2 separate regions of the Mus musculus genome follow, and region 1 is linked to region 2. A link is a contact called in public HiChIP or PLAC-seq data. All regions are on one chromosome and are shown on one strand. Each heading gives the region's core, a stretch centred on a gene start, on an enhancer-like site or on the middle of the called end of the contact. The rest is flanking DNA. Distances are from core to core; before and after follow the strand shown. Region 1 overlaps Arap1 (ArfGAP with RhoGAP domain, ankyrin repeat and PH domain 1). Region 2 holds the start of Clpb (ClpB caseinolytic peptidase B).

Region 1 (6,823 bases), core at 2,157-4,656, 250 kb after region 2:
TTCTTTCTTTCTTTTTTCTTTCTTCCTTTCTTTCTCCTCCTCTTCCTCCTCCTTCTCCTTCTTCTCCTCCTCCTCTTCTTCTCTCCTCCTCCTCCTCCTCTTCTTCTTCCTCTTCTTCTTCTTCTCCTCCTCCTCCTCCTCCTTCTCCTCCTCTCCTCCTCCTCCTCCTCCTCCCCTCCTCCTCCTCCTCCTCCTCCTCCTCCTCCTCCTCCTCTCCTCCTCCTCCTCCTCTCCTCCTCCTCCTTCTCCTCCTCCTCCTCCTCCTCCTCCTCTCCTCCTCCTCCTCCTCCTCCTCCCCCTCCTCCTTCTCCTCCTTTTTAAATGACTATCCCAAATCCTGGCCTGCCCTTCCTGTGCCATCTCAGCACACACCCAACCCAGCACCCTTGGGATTCTGGGCCTGGAGCTAATATGCTTTTGGCTTTTCCTCCACACCTTGCGTTTGCCCTACCCCCTCCTCCTGGTCTGGGTTCTTCTCATTTCATCTGCTGAACCCTCCTTTCATGGAGGATAGGCCTTGACTCCCAGCCCAGCCCAAGGGTGCAAGGGAAGAATGCTGATGGAGAAGTCCAGAGAGAGACCAAAGATGGAAAGGAATAGTGCTAATCAGAGCCAAGTTTGGTCCAGGATCATGTTGCAGTGAGTCTAGTAAGGAGTTGGGGCAGGCTGCTGTCCCCTACTCCCTGGGGCAGGCTGATGCTGCAATAAACTGTGCCATCCACTGGGGATGGGGAGTAACTGCCAGGCCATGGACTTCACAAGGGACTGGGACACTCTGCCTGGGGGCAGGGATATAGAGTGGGGGTCTAGCCTGGGTCTTGTTAACAAGCACCCATGGGACAGAGGAAAGATGAATTGGTAGCTCAGAGAGTCATCTCACAGTGCCCGTCCCCCTGTGGCCAGGAAGCTTCCTCCTGTAGGTCTGATGCCCAGAATGATGCCACTGTGAAAGGATGGCATGTACCCTTGGTGCCAGGGACAGGTCTCTGAGCAGGGACCTCATCACACCACCAGGGGCAAAGCCTTTGCTTTGACAAGGACATGGAAAGCCACCACGGTCTCTAGAACAGCTTTAGGGTGGGGCAACTTCTTCATCATTTCAGGAAGATGGCTCTGTCAGTCCAGATGAGGAGACGTGGCTCAGCTTCCTCTGAGGGGCAGGGCTGGTGACCTTAGGAGTGGGTAGTAATCTCCAGTTACCAGTGGGGGGATGAAGCACTGGGACAGATATCAAGTCAGAGGAAAGCCGAAGGCTACTACTGTGTCCTTCAACCCAGAATCCAGTGGCCCTGCTTCCTACCCAGTGCAAGGGGTACAGCTAAGCAGATGTGGCTCAGAGGAAGACTGAGGCAGATGAGGGAGGCCAACCTGGAGTACAGCTGGATCCTTGGGTGCCTCTACTAGACGCTGATATCAGGGAGTATAAGAGGTCAGGGCCAGAAGGTCCGACTCCTCATTACACTGGTGGGCAAACAGGCCAGGGGCATATCCAGGACCAAAGGATATAAAGAGTAGATAGAGCTGGACCACAGATCAGAGACTCCTGGTCATTGTGTCCCAAGTTATTTTCTCCTCTTCATACTCTCTGCCTCTCCTCTGGTAAGGACGGAGGCTCAGCAAAGGAGGCTGTGGATAGAGCTTTAGCACTTGGACCCCCTCCCCACAACAAGAATGCAGCATTTTACTAGGGTGGGTCAGAGCAGAGGCGATCCCTGAGTTCCTCTTCTAAGAAAGGTTTTGCTGTCCTCATCTCCCTCCAACCTGGCACACCAGGACCCCCCTTTCCCGGAGTCCCCCAGCCTCCCACTCAGTCCTGCTTTACCTCTTCTGTGCAACTCCCCACACCTGAGGAGGGAGGGAGGGGGCGTGACTCAGTGGGATAAAGGCAGCTGTTATATTTGAGTGATTACATAAGCCAGGAGGAAGGCAGCTGCAACGTGACTGCACAGAGGCCAGGAGACAAGTCAAGTCTGGGTTGCAAGGCGGGGGTCTCCTCCTGGACTCTGCACACTCTAATCTAGGGCAGAGACAAGTCTTTACAGGACCAGAAAGCAACCATTGTGCACAGGTTGCAAAGTCCTCCCTATGTCTAGGCACTTAAGGAAGGGTCTACCCCACCCCACCCCACCCCACCCCCCAAAACTAGCTCTCAGGTTTCTAGACAACCTAAGGCCAGATTCTGATGAAGCTGTAGAACCTGCCAGGGACTCCTCTTCAGCAAGGAAGACACAAATGAGAAAAGGGTACCTGCCAGGACGGGTTGTCCCAAGCCTATCTGTCCTTGGTAGGCCACTCTCTGGCCACCCTGGGTCTCCCAAGGGTGAAGTGAGAGAACACACGAAGCCTTGGCACAGCAGGTATTCCATATCCTCACTGGCAAGGCAAAGGGCTAGTTGGGGGTTTCACAGGGAGTCCAAACTCACATTGAGCTGACTTCTCTGCCCTGAGTAAACTGACATGGGTGGCCAACTATGAAGTCTGTGGGGCCCTAGGCAAGCCCCTGAGCTCTGTTGGTGTTTGCAGTATCTTTCCTGCAGTGTCCAGGGAGCATCAGAGCCTTCGTTCGAGTCCTGCAGCCCACAGTGCAGTGAGTCAAGGAGGGGTAGGACTAGAACAGGTTGCAGGCAGATGCGGTGACCAGCACTGGGCACCAGCACAAGGCCCACAGCCATCAGGCCCATGGGGTTCCTCCTACGCACCCCCCCAAACCCCGGAGGAGGAAGGCTGTGCCCACCCAGACTGTGTTGCCATGACGCTCACTGGTCTCCATGGTTCCAGGCACACAGCCCTCCCCTCATCAAGAGGAGGGCTGAAGGTGACAGGAGCTGAGGAGATGTGGGTTCCTGGCACCCCCTCCTAGTCTATCTCTCTGCCTGGATCCTTGGGGTTCCTCGACTTGAACCTCCGGGAGACAAAGCAGAGAAGAATGACAGTTTCCACTTCAGAGTCAAAAGAGTGACAAAGAGGGGACTTATGCATAGAAGACAGTCAAGATTGCAGGGGAGTGGCAGAGGGGGGAGGGAGGGCGGAATGGCAAGAGGGAGGGCACACTCAAGTCACCAGGCAGAGTGCCTCCCAGCTGATAAGGAGTGGGAGGTACAGTCCTCAGGCCCAGCTCTTTGGTCTGTGGGTGGGGGTGGGCGGACAGAACAGAGGAGGAGGAGGTGGGGGAGGGGCAGCAGCAGGAGGGAGAACAATTTTCCTAGAGAGCTCTTTGTGTGTGGATGTCCCTCCTCCACGTGCTCTGTGTGTGTGTGTGTGTGTGTGTGTGTGTGATGCACTTGAGTTATGGCAGTGCAAGCTGAGGTGTGCAGGCACGTGTGTGCAGAGCATGAGTGTGTGCCTGTGGCCTGTGTCACTGTGTCTCCAGGGTGATAAATACAGCAGTAGGAGCTGTAACCAGGGCAGAGGAAGTGTGGAAATTTCCACAGGCTGAAAGTAGCATAGAGGAGGGCACATGCCAGGGCCAGTGAGCTCTTCAAGGAGCCATCCCCCTGGTTGGTTAGCTGGGTACAAATCCTCCCCATGTTTTCATAGAACATGGACACTGGGAACAAGAATCCAAAGGCATTCCCTGACAGGAGAGGCAGGGAGATTCTGACCAGCTCTGTGTGGGTGTGGGTGCGCACGTGCATGCATGTGTGTCAGTGAGACAGAAACAGTCACACAGTCTGAGAGTAGGATCTGGGTCATTCAGGTCACTAAGTACTTAAGTAGTAGAAAAGATGCTGTTTTCTGGTAGGGACAAGATCCTAAAGGGCCCATTAGACAGGGATGTAGTCGTGTCTCCTAGGTAGCCAGTAGAGCTAAGACCTGACAGCTAGGGTGTGGAGGGGAGGCCTTAGGGTGTCTGGTGCTGAGGGTGTGAGGCCCTGGGGTTGCATGGGTGTTAAGATCCAGCTACAACAGGTCCTTACTTCAGGCCATCTACATTTGTCTGTCTCTCTTCAGCATCCCCTACCCTCCAGGCTTCAGGACATGAGCCCTTCATGAATCCCTCTGAGCAGCATCCTCTCTCCTCAAGGGTTTCCTCCTCCCCCACACCACTTACTCATCTGCCCCACGTGTGCGGCAAAAGCTCTGCACACAGCAGGTATTCAACAAGTGCTTGGTGAGTGAGGGCTGAACACAGGAAGTAGTCACTAAGTGCTGGCTGAACCTCTCAAGCTCTTCTCCTGTATGTCACAAAGATGTCACTGCGGATATATCTAGGAAGACTAGCAAGGGGCACGGCTGGCACTTCACACTTACCTGCGCCTGCTCATTCAGTGTTCCCAGGAGGCTATCGGGATGCAGCTTAGCTCCAAAGGACAGAGAGCACACAGACGATCAGAGATCTAAGTAACTGTCAAAGCCACGTGGACTATAAAGGATATCTGCCTACCCATCTATGCTTTCCAAAACAGAACTGTGGGCAGGCAGCAATAAGAGCCAGGGGGTAGGAAAGAGGTTCCATGCCCCCTCCAGCCCCAGGGTTAGTACGGAGGTAGCAGGGTCCAGCTTTACCCCCACCTGTCTCACTACAGCCTGTGTACCCAGAGCTCCCTGGAGCCAAGGGTTCCTGGGTCCTCACTGCTGGATATCATGCAGAGTGGGAGGGTTGAAATGAAGGAGCCAGAAGAGAGAAAGGCAGATACCCCAGCCCTCTTCTGCCCCATATCCTACCCTGCCCACTTTTCCCCAACACTCCACCAGCAATGCTCGGTGCCCAGGCTGTGCCCTACTACAGCCTTTTCTCTCAGAGTTCCCTCCCTATTCTCCTCCCCAACATCCAATCCCACCCCCAACCACACTCCTCCAGGAAGTCCTTCCTCCTTCAGGCTCCCACCCCTAACTCTGGGCTCCTCCCATCCCAAGCAACCTAAAGTACCAAGTGCATCCCTCCCTTCTGGCACTGGCTCCAGTATTAGGAATCCTTGAGACAACAGAACCTTCTGCTCTGCCCCCCCCCCCCAACACTGTAGTCACAGGTATTTTTCACGAAGGTTGAGTCTCAATCCTGCAGGGATGTGACCTCACGCCAAGGGAAAGCACTCTACAGTGTCACATAGTGCTGGCTACGGGGAGCGCTCACAAAAGGGGAGAACAGGCTAAGAGCAGGAGGAAAGCTGAGGAGACTCTAATGTCAGGCAGGGAAAGCTGAGAGCAGAGGCTCAGGCTTAGGTTTGCATTCTGTAGGCATTGGGCGAAGGGCTCCTCTCATGTCCTAGAGCCCAGGAGATCAAAGCAAAGCACCTCTACTGTGCTGTCTTACAACACATCACTAGTTGCTGGCCAGAGGCAGGGCTGAGTGGTCCAGCTGGCAGAAGAACAAAGCCAGATCCAGGAATATCACTGGGAGGGGAAGGAGAGGAGGGAGGGAGGAAGTGTTGCAGGTGTAGGGAGGGTTAGGAGGTGTTACACAGACCCTGCTCAAAATTTGCAACTATGAGTGGTCCATGACTGCCCCCTAGTGGCCAAATGCAGCTCCCCTCTGGCTAATCCCTAAACCAGAGTAATGACAGTGCCAGACCAGCAGAGGGCACCTCTAGTTGTACCCTCTTCCTTGGTCTCTGGGGTTGGTGGACAGTAGATCAAGTTCAGGGAGGAAGCAGCTCTTGGGCACATAAGCCCTCTAGCCATGTCCTGCCTGGAGGACATGATAATTTGGCTTGGAGCAGCTCCCTGAAGATAGGACAAAGGGATGGGGACCGTAGCTTGTGCAACAGGTTAGTAGAGCTCAAGGATCGTGTGCTGTCTCCTGGCAAACACCCAGGACACATGTCCAGGTGTACATCCAGGTCCCCACTGGGGCCACCTACTTGGTAAGCCAGGACTGAGGTGCCAGGCCTATGGCTAGGACCTGTGGCATCAAGAACTGACAGGAAGGCACAGCCGGGGTTCAGAGCTTTATAGGTGATGGGGGGGTCACAGATGGCACAGGTACCCCAGTCTTATCCAGCTCTGCTCTGCCCCTTTCGAGGCTAAGGACAGGACACCAGCAAGTCTGCTCACTAAGCCTTTGAGATAGGGTGGCAATGAGACTCCAGAGAAGGCAGAAGCTTAGCACTTTCCCAGAAGTCTCCAGTCTGTCTTTGAGTAGCTGGTGACCTCTGTAGGTCAGCACTTCCCTCTGAAGGCGATGCCCTGTGATGTGAGAGGCAGACTCCACTCTGGAAGCACACGCATAGTGCCCAGGGTAAAGCCCCCTTCACAGTCCTCCAAAGCTTGTGGTATGCACTGTGGCCTCGTGTCTCCAGCACGAGGCTCTGAGTAGCTGTGCCGGGGTCACTAACACAGATCTAGGCCCCAGCTCAGATGGTTGCAGGGACCGGGACTCAGACTAGCTGGGGTCTGCCTTGTCCTGAATCAGAAATTCCATAGCCTGGCTGTACAGTGGCACAGTAGGTACAGGGCCAGGCCAGGCCTCTGCCAGGACAGTGGAGGGTAAATAGCTCAGTAAACATGCAGAGGGTAGACTCAGGCTCCTGGCTTCAAAGCCCCAGCATTCACCTCTGGGCTTCACAGCCAACTGTACCCTTAGCCTAGGACACCAGTGCCCACAAACCATCACAGGCCTCAGCACCATAGGGTAAAATATACAGATATATTTATATTATCAAAAAGTATCCAAAGTGGGGAAGGGATAGCAGACAGCCACAGCCTGGGCCTCCCTGCCAGCACACACCAGAAGAGGGCTGATGTCCCCAAGTCCAGAAATCACCCTGCAGAAGCTTCCCACGAGCTCCCTTGTAGACCCCCGGGAGTACGTTCAGAGTGTCACCCTTTCCATTTGGGAGCCTGTGGGAAGGGGGTGGGCTCCCTCCCAGCGGGGCCCCAAACC
Region 2 (6,275 bases), core at 1,197-3,696:
ATTCATATATTTAATTGGACCCAGATAAGCTCCAGCTGAAAAAAAAAGAGAATCATTCCTTATAGATACCTCTTATCTCTTCACTCCCCTTCCTTCTCAGAGGAGGGAGGAATGAGTGAGGCACCCTGGGCTCGCAAACTTTCCATGGTTTTCCATTACCAGAATTCCCTTTGGCTTCTAAAGAGACCCATTCCTCAGAACATTGCACTGAGGGACTCTGCTCAACACTTGTCTAGGCAAGTTGGCAAGACTGGAACCAGCCAGAGCTTTATGTCATCATCTCTTCTATTAGATGGACATCACTGAAATTGACATGCCATGAAGTCCAGTCTAGGGCTCCCAGTAACCTCTCAGGCCAGACTTCAGACACATTTATCCTCTTCTTCCAAACACACTGGCTGCTAGACAGTCTGTCCCTATGACCATGGCTCTTCACTGCTTACACAATTCCAAACGCCCCTGCCTGGCATGCAGGGCCATTTCATCTTCTCTCACCTTATTCCAAAGACCTTGTCTTCCAACCCTCACTGGCCAAACTGCTAGCCTGTCCACATGAGGCTAGCTGAAGTCTGGGAATGGAATCCAATCCAATCCAAGGACCACATGTGAATGTCTCCCTTCTCTGGGTCACACGCTGGTAGACAGATGCTTGGTATTAAGGAAATACTAACAGAGGTAAGATGGAGGTCCTGCCCTCGTGGGTTACACAGGCCCCCACCCTCTTTATGTTTCCTATGCTATCCTTCAGAAACCAAGCTCAAGCCCCACATCTTGCAAGGACTTCCAGTCCTCCAGGAAGGCTATCCTGACCCCAGTAGCTCTCTGATCCTCTGTAATACTCACTAGCCCTGCATGACCGGCTGCTGCACCCTCTCCCCTTAGCTGGCTAGGTTTTAAGTTGGGATTTTCTGAACACCTAGGTCCAAGCTAAGCACAGTGCCACCTTCATGTTTGCACAAGCGGAAACCATACAATTCCCGCATGCTTAAACTAGAAAGGCCCTACCTACTTCAACGCCCTCTTCAATAGAAAGGAAACGCAGGGCAGCAAAGAAGGATTAAGAGTCCAGATTTACAAAGACAGTACAAGATCCTCCGTGTCCTTGTTCCTCATCCAGAAGTCCTTTCTTTCCAAGCGGCCCCATCTTATTAAACAAACAAGGGAAGGTCAAGGCGGTCTCCAATCTTGTTCAACAATCTCAGAGTCTGGGGTGCATGGGACAGGCAGGCACTGACAACTGAAAACCTGAGAGGTTGGGCTCAGCCAGGCCACCCTTGCAGCTCCTGCTCAACTCTAAGCAACTGAGGTAAGAAGCCAATCTGAGTTAGCTACCTCCACCTCCTCCCTCCCTCCCCCACTGCTGTAAGTCTCCAGAGAGCAACTTTCAGCCAACTCCCTGTCCCCCAAGGCTTCACACACACACCCTCCACAGTATCCAGCTCATCTTAAACATGACACTAAGCAAAACTCTAAGCAACTAAACAGACTCTGAACTCCAGGAAAGGTCAAAATATTAGAGCACTGAGAGCTTGCCTTCATTAGACAGTGGGGAAACTAAGATTAGAGAGGAACATGGGGTCAGGCTAGCACCAGAACCAAGTGTCCTCCTTCCTTGGACCTATGTACGCAGAAAAACATGTAGAGGCGGTCCCTAAAGCTGTTGAGGCTTCCTGGAGACCTCTTGAAAGACTAATGGACAAGATATAATATTGGTACATAAAAGGACCGGGCTGTAATTAGTCAGTCCAATGTCCCCAATTATACTTGTATACAAACTGATCCCAAAGAGGGTGCTAGACCTACGATGGGAAATGATGTAACTTCAGTGAGTTTTCCATCTGCTGCTCCTGGCAGCAGAAGGTAACTGGGTTTCTTCAAGGTAAGGTTATGCGGGTTTAAATTTACAAATACCTTCAACCTTCCAAAGGAGTCATGACCCACCCACCCACCTCTCCCTTGAACCCAGTTTGACCCCATAATCACCCTTGTTGGATGGATTCTTGCTGTAGCACTGAACCACCAGCGCCATGGCCAAGGCCCACATGCCCAGACCCGTCTTGTTGGGGACCCCATTCCAGCTGTCTTGTCCCGGGAGTGTTTCTTCGGGGCTAGGACCGCGTTCCGACGAGGCGGCAGTCAGGTATGGGATCTCGGTGCGTTCTCCACGGCGCCCCCAGGTGGCTGCCCCCCGTCCGGGGACGAAGGTAGAAGATGCTCCAGGGCGCACCCAAGCGGCAGCTCTCAACCGCTGCGGCTCCCCGCGGTCTCCGGTGACAACGCCACGGCCGTAAGCACCTCCCCGGCTTTGGAGAGATGGAGATTTGATTAACCCTAGGAAGAGCCGAGGCGCTGGCGTGGTTCTCCTCAACACCGCGGACAACATCATGACACCTGCTTCTAAAACCCGCTGGTGCCGGCCCCTGTGCTAGCCACGATCAACATGGCTGCCGCGGCGCGTTCGAAGACGCCGCTTATAAGGTGGGACTGCGCACTACCTCACGGGAGTGGTAGTCCACAGCCCCAGATCTTTCTCTAGCTGGAGACTAAACAAACTACATTTCCCCGAGGGCTGTGGAATGACATCACAATGACCGCTGACAGCGGAGCTGGAAGAATGTTGGGAAATGCAGTTCGGGCAGAGGGGCGTGGCAAAAAGGAAAACTCTGGTGGGGCGTGGCAATTAGGATTCAAGATTCCAGAGCCCCGTATTTGTATTAACACAGAACTTTAAGCCCTGCCTTTGGAAGGTGGGAACCTGAAAGAACGGGAATTCAAGGTCTGGGTCAAAATCACATTCTTGGTCTAGGTCAGCCCCAACTGTGTAAGATATCAAATATCAAATCAAAATATCGAAAATCAAAATACAGGAATCCTAGAACAACTTCCCTAGTGTTTAAATAAAATTGCATTTTCGATGAAGACCTGTTAAGTAACTTGTACCCCTCCCCACTTTTATTCTGAGTTGCTATTGCTTTTCAAAAAGATGTTGAGTGTTGGGAAAGGTGGTGTGTGTCCTTAATCCCAGCATTCCAGGCAAAGGCAAGCAGATCTCTCTGAATTTGAGAAAGTCTAGTTTGCATAGTGAGTTTCAAGATAGTCAGGGTTATGAGCCAGAGAGACTCTGTCTCAAAAGACTTTAAGACTGTGTGTGTGTGTGTGTGTGTGTGTGTTTAAAGATGTGTGTGTGTGTGTGTGTGTGTGTGTGAGTGTGTGTGTGTGAGATCCTTAGGTTTGGCAGCAAGTGTCTTTTATAGTTGAGCCATCTTGTTTGTTACATAATAGTGAATCTATGAATTGTGTTTCAGTTGATTCCTTCTGTAGTTAGCTGACAATTAGCTACTCATATATCTGTGTCTGGCCCCTTGTGTCTCACAGAATTACAAAACTGGGTTTGGGATTGTCTGGGGTGTTGTTTTACCCTGGCTCAAAGCTGTACCTTCCATAGAGTTGCTCCTGATCTAGAGGATACAGAGAAAGCCTTGTAGGCGGAATGCTTCCTGCTCTTGCATTAGAGCCTCTTGAGCTAGATCGAGGGAACAGTTTGTCTGGGCTGCCAGGGCTTCTGACAGGCCCAGGTACTTTGCTGGTTGGTATCCAGTGGTGCCTAGCTGGCTTGTTTGAATTGTTAAAGCAGGTTTTGGGGCTTTCCATTAGCCTGTTGGCTGAGAATAGGTCTTAAGCCTTGGTTTGCATCTGTCCCACTCAAGTCTCATGCCTGCGTTTACCTGTACATGGAGCACTCTAGCTAACATCCATTTTCCTAAGAAAGGTCAGTACATGACACTTGCCCTATTCTTTGCTTTTTCCTTCTCCACTTCTGGAACTCTTCATAGGAAGTGGATTAGTCTGCATTAAAACTTGTGGGTGTTGGAGCTGGAGAAATGTCTCAGAGGTTAAGAGCACTGGCTGCTCTTCAAGAGGCCCCAGTTCAATTTCCAGCAACCACATGGTGGCTAACAACCATCTATAATGAGATCTGGTGCCCTCTACTGGCCTTCAGGCATACATGCAGGCAGAACACTGTACACATAATGCATAAATAAATCTAAAAAAATACTAAACCAGGCAATGGTGGCAGCACTTGGGAGGCAGAGTCAGGCAGATTTCTGATTTCGAGGCCAGTCTGGTCTCCAGAGTGAGTTCCAGGACAGCCAGGGATACACAGGGGAACCCTGTCTTGAAAAACAAAAGCAAAAACAAAAAAACACAAAACAAAACAAAAAAACCCAAACACACAAACAAACAAACTTAAAAAAAAAAAACCTTGCAGGTGTTTCTTTTCAATTTGCCACTTTGACATTACCTCTACTTCTATGGAATCTCTGACAGTATTTAGGAAGGATTTCTCATGCCCAGATCATGAAGCAATCACACACTCATGCATGACTTTACATTTTATTTCTGGTTATTGATCTCTTTTGAATTTACCCAATTGCACCAAGGACCCTCAGCAAAGCCTGTGTTGCTCTGGATGGAAATGCTATATTATTTAAACTCCTTTCATGATGTGGGTGTGTAGATGACCTTCTAGCCTCTTCCATATTTGGTTTCCTTTTGTAATAGTGTTACACTGTTAGGAATAGGTGGGCATTTGTACAAAAGATGAGGAAGTGTGTGTGTGTGTGTGTGTTATACATGTCTATATTTGCTCTGTGTGTATGGAGGAGCCCAAGGAGGCCAAAACAGGCTCTGGGATCTCCTGTAGCAGAGTTTCAGGAGGCTGTAAGCTACCATTTGGGTGCTGGGAACCAAATCATGCCTGGTCCTTTGTAAGAACAGAACATGTTCTTATACACTGAGTCATTTTTTTAGGCCCATTTATTTGTTTGTCTGTTTTTTTTTTTTGTTTTGTTTTTTTTTTGAGACAGGGTTTTTCTGTGTACCTTGGATGCCCTGGAATTCAATTTCTAGAACAGGCTGCTTGCTTCTTCCTACCAAGTATGGGATTAAAGACGTGTGCCGTCACGTGCACCCTTCAGCCCCTTGTTTTTAGTATTACATAGTAAGTTTGTTTGTTTGTGGTGCTGGGGATTAAACTCAGGACCTTGTGCACGCTGGGGAAACACTCTTCCATTGAGCTACATGGTCATCCCCCTTTAGAGTATTTTTAACCCCACACCTCTGCCATTGCTGATGGTTTCCAGGGCTCTCCTGACTCTTCCCATTTATGTTTTCATTTTTCATATGGACTTAGAATAAATGTACCTGTGTCCTGGAGGAGCAGAGAGCCCTCAGAGATTTCACTACTTTTCCGGTTGTCTAACTCGTCTCCCTAAGACATATTGACTTCTCCAACTTAGTTTTATGCTCTGTTCCCTGATGAATGAATTCTTGTTTTTCTTGGTCCCTTGCCTTGAGCTCGGCAGACCTGTGGTCTGTAATGGAGCCTCTTTCTTTCTTTCTTTCTTTCTTTCTTTCTTTCTTTCTTTCTTTCTTTCTTTCTTCCTTCCTTCCTTCCTTCCTTCCTTCCTTCCTTCCTTCCTTTCTTTCTTTCTTTCTTTCTTTCTTTCTTTCTTTCTTGTTAGTGTGTGTGTAGTCACCTTGGTAGGTCTCCCATGGGATCTTAAATGAGACGTGTGGTCACCTACTTTCATTCCTGTGCTTTGAATGCCAAACTGTGTACCACTATAGCACTGGCTCTTTCTGTTTGTCCCTACAGGTGAGGGGATCCTTCTTCTGTGTGTGGAGATGATGGTGGCATTTTTGCCCTTGGAAACTTTTGAAGTGTGCCCATGTGGAGCCTAGGGTTCAGGGAGCAGTCACACTTTTCCAATGGAATGAATCTGCAGAGGTTTCTTATATTTACTGGATTTATCTAAGTCATGGATCTTTTCACTTAGGGTTTCGAATGCTTGAGTCTGATCGACAGCAGTCACTTTCATATATTCTCTGTGTGCTCAGGAAGGGAGAAGCTATCATCTCTGTCTTCAGAGGTAGACTAGCTGTGGGGCTCCAGGACCACTGCAGGTGACCCTGCACTCGTGCCTGGGGTCCTCCTGAACCTGCCATTGGCTGGTTGGAGGACTGGGCACCTCCTGAGCTCGGGGGCTTGGCTCAGTAGCAGCTGTCCCTTCTGTGCATCACCTGCACCTCTGAGGCTCTGCCATGTGAAGAGTGAATGCAGTCGGCTATGCTTGACTCACTTAAGTCTGTCTTCTGCATCAGAAGATCACAATCTTTAATTTAAAAAAAAAAACTAACTTCCTAATTCAAAAGTTATGCACAATAAAAGGAGCCCATTCAGGTGTTTAGACAAGTTGAGGCCCTTTGGTGAC

What was found. HiChIP or PLAC-seq counts read pairs in DNA pulled down with a chosen protein or histone mark.
Region 1: a contact with region 2 is called in an H3K4me3 HiChIP or PLAC-seq map of forebrain, with 2.6 times the contacts expected there. The contact joins the enhancer-like site here to the promoter of Clpb in region 2. A contact is called at or near these places in 2 of 39 promoter capture datasets (the C10 cell line and trophoblast stem cells), 2 of 15 datasets of contacts at CTCF or cohesin (embryonic stem cells and large pre-B cells), 7 of 484 Hi-C or Micro-C datasets (the G1E-ER4 cell line, cerebral cortex, cortical neurons and 1 more), 8 of 115 datasets of contacts at active chromatin or transcription factors (bone marrow-derived macrophages, embryonic stem cells, forebrain and 2 more) and 1 of 9 other capture datasets (liver).

Annotation. Positions count from the first base shown.
Region 1 is chr7:101,411,639-101,418,461 of GRCm38.p6, reverse strand. Arap1 (ArfGAP with RhoGAP domain, ankyrin repeat and PH domain 1) reads right to left here. Exons shown (of 34, transcript NM_001040111.1): 34 at 5,876-6,823. Among named protein-coding and RNA genes, the nearest start is that of Pde2a, 36 kb to the left of the region's middle. Within about 2 kb of position 3,406, at least 52 of the 459 cell types and tissues checked have an H3K27ac peak or open chromatin away from gene starts, as enhancers often do. A contact at or near this core is called in the G1E-ER4 cell line, cerebral cortex, cortical neurons and 1 more, where this site is marked.
Region 2 is chr7:101,659,922-101,666,196 of GRCm38.p6, reverse strand. Clpb (ClpB caseinolytic peptidase B) reads right to left here and starts at 2,446. Exons shown (of 16, transcript NM_009191.4): 1 at 1,984-2,446. The coding sequence starts at 2,386.